Linked DNA regions of Anser cygnoides: all the other regions are linked to region 3. A link is a contact called in public Hi-C data. All regions are on one chromosome and are shown on one strand. Each heading gives the region's core, a stretch centred on a gene start, on an enhancer-like site or on the middle of the called end of the contact. The rest is flanking DNA. Distances are from core to core; before and after follow the strand shown. Region 1 holds the start of XPO7 (exportin 7). Region 2 holds the start of BMP1 (bone morphogenetic protein 1). Region 3 holds the start of LOC106049708 (tumor necrosis factor receptor superfamily member 10A).

What was found. Hi-C and Micro-C count contacts between places; a contact is called where the count stands out from the background.
Region 1: a contact with region 3 is called in a Hi-C map of liver, with 10 times the contacts expected there. The contact joins the promoter of XPO7 here to the promoter of LOC106049708 in region 3. A contact is called at or near these places in 2 of 7 Hi-C or Micro-C datasets (both in liver).
Region 2: a Hi-C map of liver shows a contact between it and region 3, with 2.1 times the contacts expected there. The contact joins the promoter of BMP1 here to the promoter of LOC106049708 in region 3. A contact is called at or near these places in 2 of 7 Hi-C or Micro-C datasets (both in liver).

Annotation. Positions count from the first base shown.
Region 1 is chr26:2,053,813-2,057,936 of Taihu_goose_T2T_genome, forward strand. XPO7 (exportin 7) reads left to right here and starts at 1,831. Exons shown (of 28, transcript XM_066983354.1): 1 at 1,831-1,986. The coding sequence starts at 1,969.
Region 2 is chr26:2,187,392-2,191,176 of Taihu_goose_T2T_genome, forward strand. It overlaps BMP1 (bone morphogenetic protein 1), which reads left to right and starts at 2,395. Exons shown (of 19, transcript XM_066983458.1): 1 at 2,395-2,651. The coding sequence starts at 2,513. LOC125179738 (collagen alpha-4(VI) chain-like) reads right to left here and starts at 1,739. Exons shown (of 32, transcript XM_066983518.1): 1 at 1,293-1,739; 2 at 1-636.
Region 3 is chr26:2,448,068-2,451,680 of Taihu_goose_T2T_genome, forward strand. It overlaps LOC106049708 (tumor necrosis factor receptor superfamily member 10A), which reads right to left and starts at 2,046. Exons shown (of 10, transcript XM_048045781.2): 1 at 1,754-2,046. The coding sequence starts at 1,810.

The DNA of each region.
Region 1 (4,124 bases), core at 581-3,080, 390 kb before region 3:
AGCACTGGATCCCTCGGTGCATACGTGTGATCCCTCCATGCATGCAGAGCACTTGATCCCTTGGTGCATGCATTGGATCCCTCGGAGCATGCAAAGCATGGGATCCCTCGGTGCATGCAGGGGTCCCCCTAGTGCATGCAAAGCACTGGATCCTTTGGTACGTGCATGGGATCCCTTGGTGCATGCAAAGCACTGGATCCCTCAGTGCATACATGTGATCCTTACATGCATGCAAAGCACTGGATCCCTCGGTGCATGAAGGGGACCCCCCAGTGCATGCAAAGCACTGGATTCCTCGGTGCATACGTGTGATCCCTCCATGCATGCAGAGCACTGGATCCCTCGGTGCATGCATTGGATCCCTAGGTGCATGCAAAGCCCTGCCCCCCCCCCCGCTGCCCGCCCCCCGGTGCCTCCCGTCTCCTGCCGCCAGGGGGCGCCCGCGGCCGCCTCCGCCTCGGCCCGCACCGGGCAGAGACTGGGGGGGCCGGGCTGGGGTCACTGGGAGCACTGGGAGCACTGGGGTGGGGCGGCGGGGCGGGGCCTGCGCTAACTGGGAGCGCCGGTGCTGGGCACTGGGAGCACTGGGGGCACTGGTGCTGGGTTCTGGTACTGGGCCTGCAGGCAATGGGAGCAGTGGTGTGGGGCACTGGGAGCACTGGTGTTTGGCTCTGGGGGTACTGGGAGCACAGGTGTTGGGCCCTGCAGGCACTGGGAGCACTGGTGCTGTGCACTGGTAGTACTGGGAGCACTGTTGCTGTGCACTGATGGCACTGGGAGCACTGGGAGCTATGGTACTGAGCTCTGCAGGCACTGGGAGACACTGGTGTTGGGCCCTGCAGGCACTGGAGGCACTGGGAGCACTGGTGTTGGGCTCTGGGGGCACTGAAGCTGTGCACTTGGGGCACTGGGAACACTGGGAGCACTGGTGTTGGGCCCTGCAGGCACTGGGAGGCACTGGGAGCACTGGCACTGAGCTCTGCAGACACTGGGAGCACTGGTGTTGGGCCCTGCAGGCACTGGGAGCGCTGGAGGCACTGGGAGAACTGGTCCTGGGCACTGGGAGCACTGGTACTGGGCTCTACATGTACTGGGAGTACTGGGAGCACTGGAGCAGTGCGCTGGTGGCCCTAGGAGCACTGGTGCTCTGCTCTGGGAGCACTGGTGCTGGGCACTGCAGGCACTGGGAGCACTGGTGTTGGGCCCTGCAGGCACTGGGAGCACTGGAGCTGTGCACTGGGAAGCACTGGGAGCACTGGTGGTGGGCACTGGGAACACTGGAGCTGTGCACTGGTGGCACTAGGTGTACTGGGAGCTCTGGAGCTGTGCACTGGGAAGCACTGGGAGCGCTGGTATTGGGCCCTGCAGGCACTGGGAGCACTGGTGTTCGGCTCTGGGGGCACTGGGGACACTGGAGCTGTGTATTGGTGGCACTGGGAGCACTGGCGTTGGGCCCTGCAGGCACTGGGAGCACTGGTGTTCTCCTCTGGGGGCACTGGTGCTGGGCACCGGGAACACTGAAGCTATGTACTGGTGGCACTGGGAGCACTGATACTGGGCTTTGGGGACACTGGGAGCACTGATACTGGGCCTTGGTGACACTGGGGGCACTGGGGCTGTGTACTGGTTACACTGGTGGCACTGGCTCCCCTCAGGCCCCGTCACGGCGCGCAGGCCGCGTCCCCTTTAAGCCCCACCCCCCCACACACCTCAACCCCTCCCCGCGCCGCGCAGCGCCGTGACGTCACGCGGGGCGCAGCGGCAGCGGCGGCAGCAGCAGCGCGCGCGCCGGCTGGGGCGCGGCCGGGCGGCGCGCGCAGGCGCGGCGGGGCGGCGGGGCGGGGCGGCGCGCATGCGCAGCGGCTCCGGCGGCGCTTGGGGGAAGAAGGGGCAGGGGCGGGGGGGGGAGAGGCGGGCGCGCGGCGGGGCCCGGCGGAGGCGGGGGGAGCGGAGCATGAATGGCGCAAGATGGCGGACCATGTGCAGGTGAGGGGGGGCCCGCCCGGCCCCGGGGGGCCGCCCCGGCCCGCCCGGCCTCTCCTCCGGGCCTCGGAGCCTTCCCGGGGCGAGGCCTCGGCCGGCCGCGGGGTTGAAAGGGGGCCCGGGGGGGGGCGGGGAAGGGGCGGCGGGGCGGCGGGGCCTAAGGGGGGGGGGAGGATCTCGTCAGGATCCCCTCAGCACACCCTCAGGATCCCATCAGGATCTCCTCAGCACCTCCTCAACACCCCCTCAACACCCCTGTCAGGATCCCCTCAGCACCCCCCTCAGGATCCCCTCAGCACCCCCCTCAGGATCCCCTCAGGATCCCCTCAGCACCCCCCTCAGGATCCCCTCAGCACCCCCCTCAGGATCCCGTCAGGATCCCCTCAGCACCCCCCTCAGCACCCCCTCAGCACCCCCCTCAGGATCCCCTCAGCACCCCCTCAGGAGCTGCTTCCCCGCTGCTCAGCCCCGTGTGGGGGCGCTGGACACCAGGGTGAGGAGGGGGTCGCTGCGTTACCCCCCATATTTCCCCCCCAGTCCTCCAAATTCCCCTCTTTCCCTTTAAAAACCCGCTCTCCTTTCACTAAAAAAAAAACAAAATTCGTCTCCCTGCCCTCAAAACCCTGCTGCAGGCCTGGGTAAAGCTGCCCTCGCCGCTCCGAAGCCCTGCCTGGCTCTTTGTTAAATATTGGGGTGAGAAAGTGGAAGTTTGGGCTCCGCCATCGCTGGGTCACGGCTCCGGGGGTTAAAGTTTAACGACGGGGGCTCGGGAGATGTTTGGCTCCCAGGGAAAACTTGTTTGCAAGCAGGGGTCAGGCACCTGCAGCCTGGCGCGGTGCCTGTGTGGGACGGGCGGAGGCGGAGGGATCGCTCGGCGTCGTGGCTGGGGGTGCTCTGAGCGCTTTTTATCCTCTTTTTCTTCTCCCCGCCGCAGGTAAAGGCAGCCAGCAGCAGCTCTGAAGAGCCCTCATGTAGCTCCCGGCAGCAAAGAGAGCGCTAGGTTGGCTTCAGAACTGGCTCTGGATCGCTTTGTGGCAGGAGGACGCAGTGGTTTTGTCGATAGGTTAAATTTTTGGGGGGAGAGGTCTTTCCCTCGCGTGAAACTCCGGTCATCTTGGCGTTATTTGAGCGAAGTTGCGCAGGCCGTCAGGCATAATATTCGTTTAACAGATCGGTTGTTGAGTTATCCAGCATCACCAGGAGATGTTGTCCCTCGGTGTGAATAACCGAGGGCTGGTTCTATGGCACGTGCTGTGGGATTTGGTCCTGTTTTAACAGGATCTGGGGCTTGCGGATAAATACAACAGAGTTTAGAAGGTTCCTACAGTCGTGCTGCTGCCCTGTGAGAGCTTTGGTTGGGTTGTGCGTGAAGTCTGGAGTTGTAGCTGTTTGCCAGCACCCGATGGGGCACAAAAACGATATTTGGGACTGGATCTGCGCTGGAGTCGTTCGCAATACGGAGCGCTAGGGTGATGAACTTTTAGGGCTGTACCCAGGGAGAACATCGCGTTCTCGTAGGTCTTTAAAAACTGCAGATTATGCGAAGTCAGAGGGCCCACGCGTGGCGCTGGTGATACCGCGCGATGCCTTCCCGGTGAGCTCCTCTTCCAGGGGAGGCCGCTCGGTGTCTGGAACCGAAGTGGTGCTGGTGCAGGGGCCGCGAGAATCGGGCGATTTTGGGTGGCTGAGAGCTCCTCCAGCCTTGAAGTGAATTGCTGCACGCCGGCTTGTCCGTTTCTCCAAGAACTTACGCGACCTTTTTTTGAATGCATATTTCTGTCGGATCCGGGGCTTGCAAGCGTTGCCTAAACTTGTTCGCAGCAGAAGCAGAGGAAAGCACTGAGGACAGCAGGAGAACTAGCTTCGCGGGCGAATATGAATCCTGTTCCCCTTTCCCCCTCTGCCTTGGAAACCGATTCGTTTCATCTTCCTTCTGCTTTTCTTACCTCTTAGATGTTTTCCAGGCTGTTGCCCTAAAACGGGATGCGCTTGCTGGGAGTGAATATTGCTGTGGGAGAGTGTTCGTTGTAGGGTGGCGATCGGTTCTGTGGCTTTGTGGGTCGGATGTTCCGTTCGTTTTGAATTTTTTTAAAAATACGTAGCTTTGTGCCACTTAAAAATCGTCGTCGCTGCCATGTGGC
Region 2 (3,785 bases), core at 1,145-3,644, 260 kb before region 3:
GGGAGCCAATGCTGGGGTGGGAGCCGCGGGCTTGCATGGAGGGAGGGGAAAAGCAAGAGCCCCGCTCCCCAGAGCGCTCCGTGAGAAAAGGGGCAACATCAGGGCCGAAAACCCCGGCCAGCCCCTGACATAATGGCTTGACATCACCCGGGGACTCAGCCCTCAAACATCCTTCCCCGGCGTAAGCAAAACAGCGGGATGGAAACGGAAAGCGTTTCAAAGCCCGGCTTGTTTTGCACGGGGGAATCTGTTTGTTTGTTCGGGAGCCCGGGGAGAGGTTGGGGCCGAGCTCGGCAGCTCCTCCGCCAGTTCCCATCCCCGGGCCGCGCGGGGCGATGTGTGGGCTGGGGGCGGCGTGGGGAAGCGGTCCGGGACCAGTTTTCCGAGGTTTATTTATTTGCTCGAAGGGGAAAAGTTTACTGGACGTCATGGCTGTGCGGCGGAGGTTTTGCAACGCCGGGCTGACAGGCAGAGCACATCCCTGACGGTCTGCTGCTCGGGGGGGGCGGAATAATGTCTGGAGACGAGGCGCGGAGGAGATTTTTCCCCTATAGGCAGAGCCGGGTGGGAACGTCAGGCCCTGAGCGCGGGGAAGTCCCGGGAAGGAAAAGGGAAAGAGGAGCCGAGGCTTTGGGGCTGGGGATGGAGAGGAGATACCTGGTACTGAGCAGGAATCTGGACCCCACGTCCCACACCGGGATGGGGGGACCTGAACCCAGCCGGGGGAACACGCAGCCCTGTCCGTCCCCCCCCTCCAGCTCCGTGGGGCACAGCGAGCAGGATGGCACCACGGGGACACCGCCGCGCCCATCGCCCGCCGTGGATGCTCAGCTGGGGACCGTGGCCCCAGCCCATGGCACAGCGATGGGGCAGCACCCAAGGGGGGTCCCCCAAAGCCCCCCCCCAGTACCCCCTGGTCTCGCCACGCAGGGCTCGGGCTGCTTTGCCCCGCGCAGCCCCCACGCACCCCCAGGTGTCCGTGGAGCTCGGGCTCGGCCCGCGGTGGCTCTGGCTGGGTTCGGTGGCCCGTGGGGACCTGGTGGTGACGGGCCCGGCGTGAAATGGCAGGGCTCTGACAGCAGGTGTCACTCACAGACCTCGGCGCACACGCGTGCACACGCGTGCACACGCGCTTGCACACGCGGCCCCATGGCCCAGCCATGGCTGCCTCTCCCCTGCCTCCCCATTTGGGCACCCCAGGGTGCTCGCCCTGCTCTTTGGTGCCCATTTGTTATATCTGGGGTGCTCGCCCTGCTCTTAGGGTGCTCATCCGTCATCCCTGGGGTGCTCACCCCAATCTTTGGGTGCTCATCCATCATCCCCGGGGTGCTCGCCCACTCTTTGAGTGCTCATCCGTCATCATTGGGGTGCTCGCCCTGCTCTTCGGGTGCTCATCCATCACCCCTGGGGTGCTCGCCCACTCTTTGGGTGCCCATCCGTCATCATTGGGGTGCTCGCCCCACTCTTCGGGTGCTCATCCATCACCCCTGGGGTGCTGGCCCCACTTTTTGGGTGCTCACAGGCACCCGGGAAGGGTGCACGGGCTGCAGGAGCTGCCCTCCTCCTCCTGCGCTGGCACGGCTTGGGGGGAAGTGGGCTGTGGGGTGCGGGACAGGGGGGATATGGGGTGCGGGACCAGGGGTGCAGGGCTGGGGGGCCAGGATTGGGAGATGTAGGGCGCAGGGCTGGGGGTGCAGAGCTGGGATTGGGGATGGGGGTGTGCAAAACCAGGACCAGGGGCTACGGGGTGCAGGAGGGGGAGCAGGAGCGGGTGTTTGGGGGGCAGGAGCAGGGCTGGGGGGTGCAGGGCTGGGGCCAGAGGGTGTGGGATGGGGATGGGGGGCACAGGACGGGAGCTGGGGGGCACAGAACTGGGGCTGGGGGGCGCAGGACCGGGGCTGGGGAGCACAGAACCGGGGCGGGGGGGCGCAGAACCGGGGCTGGGGGGCGCAGGACCGGGGCTGGGGAGCACAGAACCGGGGCTGGGGGGCGCAAGACCGGGGCTGGGGGGCGCAGGACCGGGGCTGGGGAGCACAGAACCGGGGCGGGGGGGCGCAGAACCGGGGCTGGGGGGCGCAGGACCGGGGCTGGGGAGCACAGAACCGGGGCTGGGGGGCGCAAGACCGGGCTGGGGGAGCGCAAAACGGCTCCAGGGACCAGGGGCCGGGGGCTGCGGGGGGCAGGAGAGGGGGGCTGCGGGCCGGGTCCCCTCGCAGGCGGCTCAGCCCCGCCGGCCCCCCCCCGCCGCTGGCCCCGCTCCCAGCCCTGCGCCCGGCGGGGCTGCAGGGGCCGAGCTCCGCTCATGAACCCGCCCCCGCCAGATCTCATTTCCCTAAAAAAAAAAAAAAAAAAAAAAAAAAAGCGAAAAAAAAAAGAAAAAAAAAAAGAGGGAGCGAAGAAGGGAAGGAAAGAAGGGAAGAGAGAAGGGATTTTTTTTTTTTTTTTTACAAAAAAAAAAAAAAAAAAGCAAAGCCGCCCGCCTCTCCCCTGCCCGCCCGCTGCCCGCAGAGCCATGGCCGGGCTGCGGAGCTGCGGGCTGCTCCTCTGCCTGCTCCTGGCCCGGGCCATGCACGTCCCCGACTACTCCTACGTGCTGGAGGAGGAGGAGGAGGACGCCGAGCCCCTGGACTACAAGGACCCCTGCAAAGCCGGTAGGGCAGGGGGATGCGCGCCGGGGCGGCCGGAGGGCGCAGACAAAGGGGAGCGCGCGTGGGTGCCGCGGGAGCGTGGGTGGCACGGGGCGAGCGTGGGGTGGCCGCGGGGGAGCGTGGGTGGCCGTGGGTGGCCGTGGGTGGCCGTGGGTGGCCGTCGGTGGCCGTCGGTGGCCGTGGGTGGCTGTCGGTGGCCGTGGGTGGCAGCGGGCGAGCGTGCGCCCCGCGGCTTGGCGTGGGGAAACTCGGAGCCTTGGGGTTGCGCTCCGAGTGGCGAGCGGAGGGGGGAACCCGCTTAGCACCCCGTTTCCTCCGCCCGGCCCCGGCCGTGCCACCAGCTGTCATCGGCCCCCAGCAGCCCCCAGCCCACCCGAGCCCCCAGCTCCCCCCCCCCCGGTGCCAGCGGGGCGCGGGCCGGATCCAGGCGCGGTGCTGGCGCTCGGGAAGCAGCCACGGGGAGTTTTCGGTCCCGGCCGTGCCGCCGCCGTCCCAGGACACCCGGTTCGGCCCCGGAGGTGTTTGTCCCGGGCCGGCCGCTGTCGGTCCCCCCCCCCTCCGTGGGGAGTTCGTTACCTCGGTGCTGGCTCAGGGCATTGCTGAGCTGTTATTCATCGCTTGGAAGCGGCCGGAGGCCCCAGGCTGGGCGCCATGGGGAGACGGTCCCCGGCCGCGAGAGCGAGATAAAGGGGGCGAAAGGACAGGATGGGGGGGGGGGAAACTGAGGCACGGGAGGGGACCCCCCCCAGAGCCGAGAGCAGAGGCGAGGGTTTGCGTCTGGCGGCTCCGGGCTGCAGGATCACGTTTCTCTTTAATGGCATTGTCTGCGCTGGAAGGCGGCTGTTGCTCCAACTCCGTCTCCATGAGGGCTTTTTTTCGGGCCAAAAATCCTTCCCTTCCTGCCCTCCCGGGCTGAAACAGCTCGGCTTGCAAAACCGTCCGGGCAGAGCCGGCTGGAGCCACCGCTCCGCTCCCACCCGGCACCCGGGGGGGGCTTCACCCACCGCCCGACCCGGCCTCCCCGGGGGGGGCTCCCCGCTCCTCGCCCCGCTCCCGCGCACGCCGAGCCCCCCGACCCTTCCCGCTCGCGCTCTCCCCGCCTTCCCCGCCTGCCTTTACGAGCTCCTTATGTGCCTG
Region 3 (3,613 bases), core at 796-3,295:
CAGAGGCAACGTGTTCAGGGGTTGTTCTCACCCCCAGTAAACATCCAAGGAAAGCAAAGTTGCCCCAGGGCAGAGGAATTGCCGGGCAGGAATCCCGATAGCCATTAAAAGGGGAGGTCGGGAGCAAAAGCGCTGGGAAGCCCCGGTCCTTCTCTTTTCCTCGGGTTCTGTTTTTCCCCAAAAGCGATCCCAAGGAAGGGAACGGGCCACCACGGCAGAAAACAGACCTCGTGCTGTACTCCCAACCCTCAGCAGACCTCCGAAGAGGTTTTATAGGTGCGCCAGCTCTCGGTCTGGGGAAGGGAGGCCCTAAGTCCCCGCGCACCAGCGGCCGTGGCCGGGGGTTTTCCCCTCCGGGCTTTACGCAAGCGGAGTTTGAGTTCCTGCAAATCCTGAGCGCTCCTCCTCGGGCACCGTGGCCCAGGTCCAGGCATGATGCAACAGGCATTGGTGACCAGAGGAAGGAACCGTAGCCGCAGGATCGTATGATTATCACGTGAGGCTACCGTCCCCATCGGTCCCCCCTCCTCTTTTTGTTTTTTTAACTTATTTTTAAGTAATAGAAAAAAAAAATAGAAAAGCTGTTAAAACCTGGCCCGTAGGTGCTGGGTTTGGTAAGGCTCGACTTTACCAGGCAAGTCTGAGCGCTGGGAGATGCAGGGAAATATCACCTGCCCCACCTGATTCCCGTAAATGACTTAGAGAAGGGAACGCAGGCAAAGCTGACGCTCCTGGATGCCGTTACGGCAGCGCCGAGCACCGCGGCACGTGAACAGCCACCGCGTGAGGCAAGACCTTCGGTATTTCGGAGCTCGAGCAACACCCCAATTCACCAAGAAATGTGATGCGCGCAGCTGGGCGTTTCTGTCCTAAAGGAGGGCTCGGACACGCTTTGAGCGTGTCAGCCCTGAGTGTCCCCGGCGGACCCCGATGCTATTGAACGTCCCCGGCGATCGCGAGATGCCGACGGCACACAGGGCTTGGAGGCACACAGGGCTTGGAAGCGAAGCTTGTGGAAATCCCCTCCAGCGCGGGCAGCGCTCGCCGTCGGGATCCCCCCCCCCCCATGGGACAAGCCTCCAGCCCCAAGCCGCCCCCCAGCCCGCAGCCCCCCAGCCCAGGCACGTCCCATCCCGGCTCTGTGCCCCGCAGCCTCAGCCCCGCGTGCCCCCGCTCCCCGCAAACCCCAAAACCAGAGGCGGCAGATCCTCCTGCTCCCCTCCTGTGGGGGCCGGGTGAGCCCCCATAACCCCTAGATTGTGGGACCCCCCCCCCACAGCCCCCGCTCCCCACATAGCCCCTTGGCCAGCGGACCCCCCCATAGCCTCTGCTCCCCCAGACCGGGTAAACCCCCCGTAACCCCATCTCCCCCCACAGCCCCTGCCCCGGCTGAACCCCTACCCCTGACCCCCCCCCGACACCCCCCTGCTAAAGGGAACCCCCGATCCTTTACTCTTCCCCCATCACCCCCACCCCCAGGGGAGCCCCCAACCCCTACACCCAAGGGTCCCCCCATTCACACCACCCCCCCTCTATACAAACCAGCCCCCCCCAGCCCCCAAAACGACCCCAATCGCCCCCCACCCCCCCCCTGCCTTTTTTCCCCTATTCCCAAGCCCTGTAGGATCGCGCCCCTCGACGGCGCTGCAAGCCCGGGCATGCCACGGAGGCAGATCCGAGGGTCCCAGGCCCACCCCCCAAATTCCCTTAAATCCCCCCGGGACCCCCCCGCCCCCCCCCGGACCCCACACACCGCCAGCAGCAGGGGGAGGCAGCCCCGGCGGGACGAGAGGCGCAGCGCCGAGCGCATCGTGCGCGGAGCGGGTTAGGAACTAGCGGAGGGCAGCTTCGCCAAAAAAAAAAAAATATATACATATATATATAAAAAAAAAAATCCTCGCAGCCGACTCCCGGGGCCCCCAAAGGTCCACCCCCAAAAAAAAAAATAATAAAAAAATCAGAGCGTGTGTCCCGCAGAGGGACCCGAGCGCTCCTGGTGCTCCGCGCCTGGGCGCCGCTGCTCTGCTGCCCCCGCCCTCGGGGCCGGCCCTTTTCCTGCTGCCCAACCCCTTCCCTCGGGTCCTATCGCTGCTCGCCGGGGAGCTCAGCACCTCTCCCCTCGGGAGAAAGGTGTAAACCCCCGGGAGGTCTCCCCTCAGCCTCCTCCTCCTCCTCTTCTGGACGAAGAAACCCAGGGGACACCAGGCGCCCCCCCACCCGTCCCCTCCCCTCCAGCCCCTTCCCCATCCTTGGGGCGCTGGCGGTTTTATATCTCCGTTATAGCACGGTGCCCAGCTGGGAGGAAAGTTAAAAGCAGAATATTGTTGAGGAGGAGGACGGGGTAGGGACGGAAGGCTGGCGAGGAGCACTGCAAGCACGCTCGAGTGACCTTGCAGCTGGGACCGCGTCAAGGCAGGGGACTTGTAAGAAAGAGAGAGAAAAAGAAAACGTAAAAAGAGATTATATAAATCACGCCTGCCGCTGCTTGTGCTGCCTGCTCGACAAGCAGCACATCTGTGCGTAGATAACCGAGGCGTTTGGTGGGCTTGGGGGCACCCCACAGGGTGCGCTTGAGCCCCCTGCTTTGGCACGGAGATGGAAGAAGCACGGAGAGGATCACAGCACAGAAAAAAAAACCTGCGCCTGCGTCAGCTCGTGGTGAGAGCAGGTGAAAGCAGCAGCACGGAGAGCTCCCAGCGTGGGGTAGCAGTTCCTGCGGCCCCGCTCGGGCGCCACGTTGGGGGCACCCCGGCTGGCGAGGTGTCAAGCGTGACCGCAAAATCATCGAGTCCTTCGTTCAAATCATTTCTGCAAACATTGAGAGGACTGGCCCTACAATGGAGCCCCGGGGAACCCCACTAATGTTAGGCTGCCAGGCTGGTGTAACCCCGTTACAAGAACCCTGTTGGCCTGACCCATCAGCTAATTGTTCGCCCATCTCATAATAATTTTATCTAACTGTATTCTGGTTGTCTTGTCCAGAAGGATATTGTGAGAGACAGTATCGCAAGCTTTGCTGAAATCCAGACAGATTACATCGACTGGCTTCCTTTGATCCACCAGCTGGGTGATCTTGTGAAAAGAAATAAATGTTAGACATGAGCTTCCCCTATTGAACCCACATTGGCTGTTACCAATCGCTGCGTTGTCCCTTAGATGATTTTAAATAACTCCCAGAATAATTTTCTAAATTTTACCAGGCACCAAAGTGAGACTGACTGGCCTGGAATTGCCAGGATCTTCCTTCTTGCCCTTCTTGGAAACTGGGTGCACATTTGCCAGCTTCCAGTCAGCTGGGACCTCTCCGGATTCCCCAGATCATTGAAAAATAATCGGGAGAGGTCCCACAATGACATTAGACATCCCTCTGAGTACCCTGGGATGAATCCCATCAGGCCCCCTGGACTTGTATGGATCCAGGTGGAGCAGCAAATGTGCACAAATTTGGGGTTTATCATTCCTGCAGTCTCGGTCCTCCATCCTAGGGCATTTGGAGTCCCAGGGTCCCTCTTTGGTGTTGAAGACAGAGCCAAAAATTCATTAAATATCTCTGCTTTGTCTATGTCCCTGTTTGTTAGGTGCCCATCCTCATAAAATATCAGAGCGATGTTTG